Linked DNA regions of Anas platyrhynchos: region 1 is linked to region 2. The links are chromatin contacts, called in public Hi-C maps. All regions are on one chromosome and are shown on one strand. Each heading gives the region's core, a stretch centred on a gene start, on an enhancer-like site or on the middle of the called end of the contact. The rest is flanking DNA. Distances are from core to core; before and after follow the strand shown.

Region 1 (6,419 bases), core at 475-2,974, 43 kb after region 2:
GGGGTGCTGCTCCCGCGTGGCCGGCCCGGGGGGGCCTGTTGCGCCCCGGAGGCTGCCGCCCGGCTCGGCTCAGCCGGGGAGGCGGCGAGGGCTGCTCCGGGGCTCGGCGGGGAAGCGCCGCCGCCCGGGGCTTTTATAGGGCTGGGAGCGAGCGGCGGGGTTACAGGAGCCGGCGCCGCCCCGCCGGGGGGCCGGGGACCCCCCCGCCCCAGCGCCCGGCCCCACGGCCCCCCGCTGCCGCCGGCACCCCCCGCTGCTGCCCTCTTTCCTTCCCTCCCTCCCCGCCACGCTCCTCCATCCCCGCATCCCTCCCTCCATCCTCCCAGCCATCCACCCCACCATCACACCCAGCCGTCCGTCGGTCCGTCCGTCCATCCCTCCGTCCCTTCCACTCCCCCCTCCACCCCCCGCGGCAGCCCCCCAAGCTCCGGCTCACCTCCCCGCGGGGCGCGGTGCGCAGCGAGGCTCGGGGGGCTCTGTGTCAGTGCGGAGGGAGCCCCGGACACCCCAGCTCCGCTTCGCGCCGGAGGGGAAATGCAGCCCAGAGCTGCCTGCGGATCTGGAGCCAGCTCTTGGCAGAGGCTCGAGCAGATCCCATCCCTCCCTGGCTCACAATCCCTCGCTCACCGAGAGGTCAGCAGAGACCGACCCTAGGTGCGGATCGGCGGTTGACGGGGAGCCCGGCAGCACCAGTCAGCCCCGGCCCTTCCCTCCCACGACCCCCTCCCCGAGCATCCCTCTGCCCTGCAGCGGCTCCCGCATGAAATTCGTCCCTTCCCCGGAGCTGTGCCCATGGGTGCTGGGACTGGGCTCAGCGCAGGACGCAGGGCATCACCCACCCCAGCCCCTGGCCCTTCCCCTCAGCCCCCTCGCTGGGGGCTCTTCCACCCCCGGGGGATGGTGAAGCTCAGCTCCTCCTGGGACTGGGGAGGACGTGCAGAGGGACAAGCCTGTCACCAAGGCAAAGACCCCAGGGACCCGGTCCTGTCAGCGCTGTTTACTCCAGCACCGGCACTGCTGGTGTTGGCAGGGAGGGGGGCGGAGGGGGTTGCAGGTGTGTGATTTGGGGTTATAAGTGGGATCAGAGCCCAACACAGGTTTGTTACTGAGGGGGGAGGCCGGGGAGCAGAGGGAGGGGGACACAACTTAGCAATGGGTCAGCACCTGGGTAAGGAAGTCCTCAGTGCAGAGTGAGGGGACAGTGAGTGGGGAATGCTGCCCCACTCCCGCACCAATCTGCACCTTCCTGGGCTCTGCAGAGGGTCCCCACGGGGTCCTGAGCCTCCCACCCCCACCCCTTGCGTGGGTTTGTCCCCTCTGTGACATGATCACCCCCCTGCCAGGGGTGCTGGGGCAGACACTCCACCCAAAAGGCATCAGAGACATCAGAGACATCAGAGCCGCGCTTAAAATCTTACCACCAAGAAAGCCCTGCTCCAACTGTAGCTGCAACTCGACAGCTTCCAGGGCCGAATCCTGAGCGGGTGGAGGCTGGCACGGCTCCACACCCAAACCACCGGGGGCTGCACCAGCAGGGGAGCACGGAGCCCAAGGGAAAGCCGTGCTGGAAAAATCGAGCCTTGCATCACTGGCCAGGCATCACAGCTCAGCTCCTCATCATCAGTAATGTGAGTTTGGCCAGGAGGAAGGAATGCTGCGACCTGATGCTAATATTTTATACAGCGACTTTCATCCCAACAGATCGCCGTGCACCCAAGCACAGCCGCTCCTGGGGCGGGAGGGGGTGGCCAGGCAGACAAATGGGTTGTATCTGGGGAAGGAAAGGATCTTTTAGCCAGCAACACCCGCCCAAAGCTGTCTGCTCTCTAAATATGCCTTCAGATTTTTAATGTCCATGGAAAAAAAAAAAAAAAAAAAAAAAAAGAGAGAGAGAAAAAATAGCAAGAGCTTGATGAATAAGGGTCTTTTTGGAGAGAGAGGGAGTCACTTCTGCAGGGACCTCCTTCATCCCCACTGCAAGGCTGACAGACAACCTCCGGGTAAGGGATGGATCAGTAGGATCTGGAAGATTTCATGGAAGATCAGCTGCAACCTGAAAAGCCAGAGCCCTTGGTCCCGAGGATGAGGTATGGGGTTCCCAGGTTCTCCCCACTGGTCTCTGCACTGTCATAGGGCCCACAGCCCAGTGAAAGGGGCACATCCCCAGCTTGGCACACAGAGAGTGGCATGACAGCCTGTGGAGTTCTTGGAGGGCTGCATGACCTGAAGGAGGGGACAGGGAGATGCTGGGAACATGTGGCATCTCTGCCCATGGAGGGACAGAGGAGGCAGGGGAACTGCATCTGAGTTTAGGGAGACAATCCAGCTTTGGGGTAGAGATGGACAAACCAACCACACCACGTACTTCAAGACTAGGATCTATTACTAGAAAAACATGTTGACAGCAGCCTACTTGCCCCAAGGTCTCTGCCCTCTTCCCTTCATGCTTTTGGTGGGGCAGGCCAGCTTCTGGGCAGGAGGCGGCGGCACCCACTGCACCCCAGGGTGGGAGCCCACACAGCCTTTCAAGATGCTCTCTCAGAAGCGGGTTTTCGCAGAGAACCTATTGCAGGCTGTGAGCCAGGCACGTCTCTGCCGTGCTCCTCTGTTGGGGTGAATTTTTCAGCTAAACTTGCTCCTCGCCGGCCGGGCACGGACAGCGGGGCTGCGCTCCCTTGGGAGAGCAGGTTGCACACCCCGAGTTTGCCTCCCCGTCCCCACGCCACCTCTGCCGCGGAGGGGACACGGCTCGTTTCCAGCCCCAGTCCCTCCCCCCGGTCCCCGCGCCGCTGTGACACAAGTGCCACCTGGCGGGGCTGCCGCGCAGGGAAAGCGGGCGGCGGAGGGCGGCTGGGGCCGGCGGCGAATCTGGCTCCATCCGTGGCGTCGCTGATGCAATTTTGCTCCGCCAAAGCAATTTCGGGGCTGGAGGAGGCTGGGGCTGGAGCGGGAGCAGCAGAGGTGCTCCAGTCGCCTTTGTCTGCCGTTTGGATGGCTGCGAGCAGCTCCTGGCTGCATGCCGTGCCTCGGTTTCCCTGTCTGCAAGAGCTGGGATCACAGCTGTGCATTTCTTCCAGCACCGCTCAGACCCACGGTGAGACTCTGCTCCTTCACACGGGCACCCCTGCACTGCGTCTGCACCCACCCCATGTCCACACTCCAGTCCAGGGATGTTTTGAAGTGAGACACCCAGAAATCACCCCCTGATCCAGTGGTACCATCCTCTGCCTCCTGCCAGGCTCTGTGCCTCACTGTCACAGGGAGTCTGTAATAGTGTTTTTTTAAATCACACACGTGGCTTAAATTTGCCTTGTTTCTCCAGGGCTTTTTTCCAGCCCCATGTGGGCCAGAATCACCCTTTGCCGTTTGTTTCAGGCAGGTTTTGTGTGGAGCCCCTGCACCAGAAGCTGGATGTTTCTGCCCCCATATCCCCCCGCAACCCACTTTCAGCCCTGGGACTCCTCAGAGTGAACACAGCTGAAGCCTGCCCTGCTCTTACCCTCCCGGCCTGGGGCTTTTCCATGGCAGCAGCTCACTCATCCCATGCAGTAACTGCAATCCCAAAGATGCATCATCTTTGCTGCTGTTTTTTTTTTTTTTTTTTTTTTTTTTCCCTGGGTTTGCTTTTGCAGATAGCTGCAATATTTCCCTGCCTGAGAGAGAAGGGGATAAATCAAAATGACTCCCTTTCTACACTGTGGGGTGGCCTGGGGACAAGGCCCTCGTGCCAGCCAGCCACTGCTCACCCACAGTCCAGCAGTGGGAATGTGTCACCTCCCTATGTCCCAGGTCTGAGCCTCTTCCAAGTTCGTAATCAGGCAGCACACACTGCAGAGTGAGCACAGGTTCAGGCTGAGGCCTGACAGCTCAGCACAGCAGTGAACAGCCACAAGTGGGTACCGCAGGGCCTCAGACATCACCCTGAGCTGGATTTGATGGGCTCTGCACCCCTACTCCTTCATCCCTCTCTGCTCTGCCTCACTGGGGATGTCTCTGAGACTGGGGAGGAGCTGGGAGCATTTCCACCCCTGATCCCACAGATGGGACTGTGCTGGGGCCAGAGCTGTCCTCTGTGTCCCATTGTACTGGCCATTGCCCTGCAGGATGTGCTGCCCCAGAGCCTGGTCCTGGAGGGACCTGTGTGCCTCCTCCTGCCTCCGCCGTGGGCAGTGCTGCTCCTCCAGCCCTCAGTGCAGGTCCTCGCCCCAGTGCTGCACCAACACCTCCAGACAATGCAGCGCTGGAGGTGCTCAGAAAACCTGACCTGCTCCTATGCAGCTGCCACCACAGAGGGGATGCTCACAGTTCACAGCAGCAAAGTACCCCAATGGCATCCCCACTGCTGGCACGTCTCAGCTGGTCCCAACTCGCCTCTATTCTTTTACCTCCCTCCTTGCTCCCTGGTATCAGACCTGGGGAAGCCAAAGAAGCTACAAAAGATGCAAGAGAAGGGAAGTGAAGGGAAGCTTTTCCCACCAAGCTTGTTACTAAGCTGATATCCAGCAGCTGAAGTTATTTGGGTTTGCTGGAAAGCTCCAGTCCTTCTCCAAGGTGGCTCTCCAGACTCCCGGCACCCGCAGTGCTCTGAATGAGACATCAGCGGTGTTAGCAGGGCATTGGAAGAGGAACATATGTCTTACCAGTGTATGTGCCCCGTAATGCTGGTGTGTACTGGTTGAGCTGGTCCAGTATGCAAGATCACCTCTGTGATGCTCCTGGAGAGCCTATGGGCAGCCATGCCCACAGCGGGCTCCTTGCAGGGGCTGATGGAGGCACAGGAAGGGGATCAAAGAGGAGAAGGGGAAACAGAAGGACGATATGGGTGACTGGACAGGACAGGGAAGGACAGAGACATCCATGTCCATGGGTGCTGGCAGCCTTGGAGCCCGTTGCTTTAGCTCTTTGCAACCTCAAACCTCAGAGAGACCCCAAAGCCCACCCCAAGAAAGGAAACAGGCAAAGAGACTTGGTAAGAAGAAACTTTTAATCAGACTCCATTACAGCTCTTACAGGGTTTCTCTCGACTGCCAATGAGTCCGGCCAGCACGGCACGTATGTTAAATACACTGGCTACGAGGATACATGGGACGAGTTTCTACCAGATCTGTGCTTTTACCTGTACAGAAGGGCTTTGCCAGCCTTGTGCTTACCCACAGGGGAAGTGGCCACAACCCGTGTGCTGCCATGTCTCTGCCCAGGCTGGGCCGTGTCCCCTGGGGCTGGCAGTGCCACCAAGGCCACCCAGCCCTGCCACCTGTGCCCCATTCCTGCTGGCGAGACCCAGGCTCAGGGGAGGACAGGGGCAGGAGTGTGGCAGCGGGAGCAGCTCCCAGGAGGAGCTGGGCTTTAATGTGAGCTGCCAGGGTCTGTGTAGGGGCAGGAGGGTAAGCCTCTCTCCTCAGTCGGGACTTCAACCCATCCTGATTCAGCCAGCATCTCCTGTCGAGGACACCATCCCCTTCCAAGCAGCAGGATCCAGGCTGGGAACCAGGCAGGGAGCAAGAGGAGGGGGCAGGAATATCGGCAGCGGTTCCCCCCTCCTGCTCTGACTGCCTGGATGAAAACTGAAAAGTGTCTGTGCTCACAACTAGCAGCTATTCCCTGTGCCTCTGAGGGGGAAAAAGAAAATAAAAGTGGTTGCCAGGGCTAAAAGTCACCAGGTTTGTCCTGATCCACAGCCCTGGGACCCCAAGAAGGTGCGTGGAGGAGAGAGCCTGCCCTGGCAGGTGGGAGAAGGCCCCACTGCAGGCTTCAAAAGTGGCCAAGAACAGCAAGAAGTGACCCCAAACAAAACACATACACACACACGTACACGCGCACACCCCCACACACAGCATCTATGGACGAACATGCGCACGCTCACACGGCCACGACACGGATCACCTACAACTTACCCCCCCACAGACCCCTGTGCCTAACACCAAGCAAATACCACACAGAAATACAGTACTTCCACAGATAAAAAGAAAGGCTTCCTCCCCCCTCCTCCTCTCTGTGGTCCCCATGCTAGGGGACCCCTTGAGGCTGGGGAGGGGCATGGGGGGAGGGATGGCCACCCACCACGCACAAGAAATGAAAAGGTAAAAATATGTCTGATATACAGTGAGAACTGATCTGTACAGCACTGGGAATGAAAATAGGTCATGGGCCACTTTGGAATACATTTTGTCATTTAACATCATTTACAGTGACATTTACAGAATAAATATACAATAGAAATAGAGAATCTCTAGGTTATTATTCCATCTCCTCTCTCTGTATACATTTTATATATATATATATAATATAGCTTTTTGTTACCTTCTTATTGACTTTGCCTCTTATTGGCGCTGCAAGAAGAGGGGAGGAAAGCAAATGCTTTCCTGGCTGGTTTGGGAACAGTGATGGGAGAGATTGAGGGACGGATCCTTCCCCCCAGG
Region 2 (5,955 bases), core at 337-2,836:
GACCTGCCCCAGCTCTTGGCTCAGTTCTGTTGCGCCAAGTGGTGCCAGTCCCTGCGAACATCTCAGCCCTGAGGAATTGGCCTGGGCTTTATTCCTGGTTTGTGCTGGTGTGCTCGATGGGGAATGGTCCCTGTAGGGACTGGTCCCTCATTGCCTGATTTTCCTCCCAGCGCCAAAATCAATCAGGAGCACCCGATAGCTGCCCAGCTAAAGCCAAACTCTCTTCCCCGTGCTTCAGCCCAGCTCGGCACCACCTCGCGGCCTCTGAGGACAGCTTTTGCAGCAGCTCCCCGGGCAAGGTGTCCCCCTCCATGCCCCAGACCTAGCAGCATCTTCGAGCTCCCCTGGGCACCCCACTGCTCCCCAGTCCAGCCCCGCTGCCGGCAGAGGGCAGCGGCAGCCCAGGAATTGCCGGACGGATCCGTTCCCCGGCCCTTCTCCACCCTGTTTCGTTGCTTTTCCTCCGCTGCGCGGGTTTAATAAGTAATGAAGGAATTTATGGAGCCATTAGCACAGTAATTGTTCACTTTCCACCTAATAATCGGAGATTAATGGAAAGGGAAGAATAAACCCCAAAGTAGAGAGAGGATTCAGGCAGCATCAGGGAGCCAGGGCCACATCCTGCACCGAAGCCCAGTGCCCAGAGGACACCCGTCAGCGTCCAGCATTACAAAGTCTCGAGCAGCTGGGGCTCCTCTGTGCTCTTGGCGTCCTGCCCTTCCCTGTCCCCAGCTGCCCTCCTCAGGGACATGCTGGGGACAACCCCCCTCCTCTGGACACCAATGTCCACATGGAATGGAGGCGCCAGATGTTGGGGACCCATCCCAGAAGAACTCAATGTACCTGCACCCACGCCAAGAGATGAGACTCATCACTCTCCTGGCATCTTTAAGCACTGGGTCCTCCGCTCCAGCCATTGCCATGTCACTGCACGGCAGCATGCTGCCACGCCGCGACACAATGAGCCAGCACTGCAGCAGCTTTGCACAAGCTGTGTTCTGCTGGGCAGACAGCAAACAGGTGGCAGCTCCAGACAAGGAGGACTTCACATCACCCCGGGGCCCCAAGATGCCCCAAACACCAGAGATCTGGCTCAGTTTCAGCCAGGGCTGTCAGGCGCCTTTTGGGAATTTGGGCAGGGGAGGACTCCTCTTGGATAGGGACAGGGGAGGCCCCCACCCCTGCTGCGAGCTGTAATGTCACCACCAAGTGTGACGTGCTTGCAGGACGAGTGGCTTGCTGTGGAAGGAGAAGCAGTGCAAAGGGATGCTGTGGAAAGCCAGCCCTGCTCTGAACTGCTGGGACCTGTGGCCTTTCCCTGCTGTCCCAGTAGGGTGGAAAGCGCAGACACAGCCTGTGGCAGAGGGTAACTCTCAACCCTTTGCACAAGCAGCTGGGAAGGGATGAGCTGAGCAGCAGCTTGCAGAGCCCAGCACCTGCATGGGGGGACCACAGAGATGGCCCTGTGAGCCAGCCCGCATCCAGGCACCTCACACCTCTCCTCCACCCTCGTAAGCATCCTTACCTCATTCTCCATAGTGCCAAACACTGCCACGCACATACAAAAGTCACCCATCTCTACAGGCTCCGGGGTGCCCTGTGTCATATCTTCCCTGCTCCACGCTCCACAGGTGGGAGTGGAGAGCAGCGTGCCGAGCAGCATGTCCTCTCCTCTAGCACGGCCTATCCTTTCACAGCACCTCTGTCTACAGGCATACAGTTGAAAACACCAAATCTTCACAAAATGTTCCTCCCTCTGACACCTTCCCAAGCAAAAACGGTGTTGTGCTGAAAGGCATCACCCCTGCAGCAGGCGAGGAGGCCAGAAGGTGCCAGGGAGCCCTCCAGTACGAGGACACATGCTGACCACAAAACGCAGACTTTGTTTCCGTTTATCCTCCTTCCCCAGCCCATGCTACACATGGGCAACCTGATGCTGGTTTCTCTTCACTGTCACCCAGGGACTGGTTCCCACCTCCTCCTAAGCACTGCCTGTGCCTCGGTTTTCCCATGCTATGGGTTTTCAGAGAGGGCTTTTCCTGTGCTGGACAGGTGGGGAAAGAAGATTCTCCAACCAAGATAGTTCCCTCAAAATCACCAAAATGCCCCCAGCACCTCCCAGATCAGGCACTCCAGCACAGGTTTGTTGTGCCTCTGCACTGTTAGTGGGAAGAAAAGATGGCAATTAAAATAAATTAGAGGCTGGCAGCCCCATTTGTCATCAGGGAGCTGTTACAATCTGAATAGGGTGGGAACTCAGGCAGGAGACAATCAATAAAGCAGGGCTGTAAGGAGACACCCACCAACCTTCAGGCAGAGCCCCGAAATCAAAAGCCTGCCTGACTTTGCTATTGGAGCAGTGCTGGCCCTGAGGAAGGAAGGCGTGAGCTGAGTTCCCTCCAGCCCTTGGGTTTCCAAGTTGCAGCTGTGGGTAAGGCTTTGCTGCTCAAGGAGACCCTTTTGCACGGCGTAACGGGATCCTCTGCAACTTGGAGGAGCAGTGAATAATTCATGGGCTCTGGCAGATCACGCAGCCTTGGGGCAGACCTGGGATTTTACCCTTCCTTCAGCCCAAGATGCTCCTAGGAACAAGGGGACCTTCCTACTCCTGAAGCACTGGGGACTGAAAAACACTTTGGGATCTCAGAGCCAGTGGGGGAGCTGAAGCAAAGCGCATTGTGCTGCTCCCAGCTGTCCCAGTGTGTCACCTGCCACGCATCAGCCCTGCAGCAGCTTCATATCGTCCTCCTGGGGGAACCCTGCTGAGCGCTTGTCTCTCTCCTTGAAGGCATTTCAGGACCATTTCAATCCCGTGCATGTCCACCTCTCCTGGTCCACCAGCAGCTCCATTGGTTCCCCTCCAGAAGGGCCAGGCTCAGCCCTGTACCTCTGTGGCCATTCCCAGCTGCTGTGGCCCAAGGAGCAAAGATGGACAGCTCTCAGGCAGGCAGTTACTCCTGGGGGAGGAAAACTGCGATGAACTGGGTGGTTACACAGCAGGTGCCCTGGATTTGGCCTGCTGATGGACCCTGAAGGAAGATGACCTTGTTTTGGAAGCCCCAAGGGACCAGCACGTGGCTGCATGCTGCATCGAGGCAGTTGACAGGCACGGGGAGGTGGCTGGGAGCCACCTTGCCACCCCTGCCCCACATCTCCCCCTCTTCCACCCCAGCAGCCTCCATCCCTCCAACCTGCACTGGATCCCGTGGGTCTTCATCAAAAACCGTTCTGTACATTTGGTGCCTGGAGCTCCCTCAGCCATGGACTATGAATTCTTGCTAAATATATATTTAAGGGAGTCATGGGGATATTTTTAAATGACCCCTGAAGCTATTTCTGCTTAATCTCCCTCACTTTTCCTCTGTCTCTCTCCCTGATCTCCTCCGCAGAGGATGAGAGCTCATTTTCATCTCTCCTGTCTGGGCGACAAGGAGCCTGGCTGAGCGCAGACAAAAGCCAGTCCAAAAATGAGCAGACAGAGCTGAGAGAGAACAGCACCCGGGTCTGCTCCAGCCCAGAGCAACCAGGGCGAAAAACCCCTCTGCAGCCCTGCCCAGGTATGCAAGGGGCTTTCGGCCCCTCTCTGATCTGAGAGGAGAGGAAACCCAACCACTCAGCGTGAGACCCATGTGCAGTCCTGGTGCTGGGGCCAGCCTTCAGCCCACGCTCAAAAGCAAATACACCCCCGGCACGCTCCACTCACAGCCCTGCCCGCAGCCCCGCCACTTTCTCTCCACCCAGCCCAAGCCATTTCACTGCTCTGTGTCCCAGTTCCCCCACTGGACACCTGGGGGTAATCACCCGGCCCTGCGGCTGGGGGGCCCCGGTGCCTCCTGGCCCTGCAGCTGGAAGAGGTTATTTTCTGAGGCAGCCCTCAGGGGAAGGGCACTGGGTGTGCACTCACACACATGTGGATTTATTACACCTAAATGCTGCCAGGAGAGGCATACAAATGAGTGAAAAAGCCAAGGAACTATTTGTTTAACCCTTTCAGCCCCATGGCAGTCCCCTGCCCCATCCTCCTGCTGGTGCCCTTGAGAAGCTGCCCTTGTTCATCGCAGGCAAATGCTTGTTCATCTTCCCTGCAGGTGTGATTTGCCCTTCAGGCTCTGCCCATGGCCCATGCCATCAGTCCTGTTCACAGGCCATTAACTTCAGCATTGAGCTCTACCCCTCCCTCCCCTTTCCCCGACTGTTTCAGTTTGTGCATTTCTTAGATTTTTGCCTGACTCCTTTGGGTGGGTTTAGTGGAAGCAGCAGGATTGCCTGATGGCTTCCAGCAGAAAAGGGAGAAATGTTCCTCCTCTGTTCTCTCTCACTGACTCTCCATTGCTGTCTTCCCTCCCAGATTTCCTCACATGGAGCCCACCATTTGCTTTCTTACAGCAGTTCCCCTGCTGCTCAGGCACTTCCAGGTGCCTCCAGCCTGCGAGGCACAGACTGACCAGGCTCCCTATGGGAAATGCAGACAAGAGCAGGTAGTAAAGCAAGGAGGGAATCTAACTCCCCGAGCCTGAAGCAGGATTTAACCCACATCTGGACCATCCTGAGCGAGCAGCCTCATTCTGAAGCCTGCATTTCTCCAGTAAGATTTAACCATCAGGGTCCAGCCTGGACTTCTCACACAGACTCCCCCAAAGCATCCCACAAGGCACGTGGAGGAGCATGGACATGGGAACAGACGTCTCACAGCCCAAGGACACTCAGAGCTTAGGTTTTGATCCAAATCTCTCCAGAAAGCTTTATGAGACTCTAGTTGCTTTTCCCTGGTGCTTAATGACCTCGGGGGTAGAGGCTGCCAGTAATCAGGTTACCATCACTCTGCCGAGATGCAATAAGCGCTGCTGACACTCACAGTGCATTCATGGCAAGCTACATTGCGTGAGTTGGTGCAGCCTGTTTCTCCCTGGGTGCTTGCTACACATTGAGGAGTTTGGCACTGCAGTTGTTTCTCACACCTCAGTCAAAGGCAGACTTGAGCTGCTGCAAATATTTGTCTGCTTTCTGGAAAAAAAAATAATCAAAAATAATGGCTGAGAGATGGGACATAGGAGCTGTGAACAGGAGAAACTGCATGGCTTACTTCTTACCACAGGTCCTTTGGAAGCCCTCTTGTGCATTCAGTCTTGGAGATGCTTCACAAGCTGTTGCATCCACATTTCAGCACAGGACAGATCCAGGATCCTTCTCTCTTGGGAGCTCAGCAGCACCCACATACTACATACAACCCAGCACACCTGGTGAGAACAAGTACGAATGGGCTGAGATGCCCTGAAACACTTCTTGGAGGGGGGACCTCTGACCCCAGGAGACCACTGAGATGAGGAGAGGAGACCCTACAGCTTCACCACACGTTACACAAAGTGAGAAAAATCTTCTGCCGTGACCTGCACACAACCACTCTGCTTCCCCACTGCTGAGAGCTAGGCAGCCCCAGTGCTGCTGCTGAGGCTGGGACATCCCCAGGCCATGCCCACGGACCAGCCAGGATGGCTGCAGCTGCCTGCCAAGAGCTTCTGTGACAGAATTGCTTGCAGATGCTCTTGGTGCAGGTCCAGGACACCCTGAGCTTCTGCAAGCCAGACCTGGGCACGCAGCACAGAGCAGACCTGCACTGCCTTGTCCTGGCTCCAGCTGCGCTTCAACAGCGTTGCTGCAGGAGGCCGAGTGATGGAATGACAGAGGGAGAAAATGGTCTCCTTACTCAGTTTTAAGTGAGGGACAGCAGAATATTGTGCATGATGCTGTCACCTTTTACATTTCAGAGGAACCAGAGGTTGCTGTTGCCTAACAGCAGCATTTGGGGACATGGCGGGATGGAGCTCTACAGGACACAGGAACTCTGTGGGAACGACCCATAGAGCAGTACTGGAGACACAACCTCAGCTGGGGCACTGCAGAGCAGGGAGGTCTTTCCCTGAAGTGCCAGCACCCCACCGTATCCCTTCGTTGGCT

What was found. Hi-C and Micro-C count contacts between places; a contact is called where the count stands out from the background.
Region 1: a Hi-C map of subcutaneous adipose tissue shows a contact between it and region 2, with 2.4 times the contacts expected there. The contact joins the promoter of KCNC4 here to the enhancer-like site in region 2. A contact is called at or near these places in 2 of 8 Hi-C or Micro-C datasets (liver and subcutaneous adipose tissue).

Annotation. Positions count from the first base shown.
Region 1 is chr27:3,227,479-3,233,897 of IASCAAS_PekinDuck_T2T, forward strand. KCNC4 (potassium voltage-gated channel subfamily C member 4) reads right to left here and starts at 1,725. Exons shown (of 5, transcript XM_038168451.2): 1 at 1,419-1,725. The coding sequence starts at 1,586. SLC6A17 (solute carrier family 6 member 17) reads right to left here. Exons shown (of 12, transcript XM_038168436.2): 12 at 4,966-6,419.
Region 2 is chr27:3,184,590-3,190,544 of IASCAAS_PekinDuck_T2T, forward strand. It overlaps LOC119713986 (a long non-coding RNA gene), which reads right to left. Exons shown (of 3, transcript XR_005261135.2): 2 at 5,091-5,237; 3 at 4,868-5,004. Among named protein-coding and RNA genes, the nearest start is that of RBM15, 6.1 kb to the left of the region's middle. Within about 2 kb of position 1,587, at least 1 of the 8 cell types and tissues checked has an H3K27ac peak or open chromatin away from gene starts, as enhancers often do.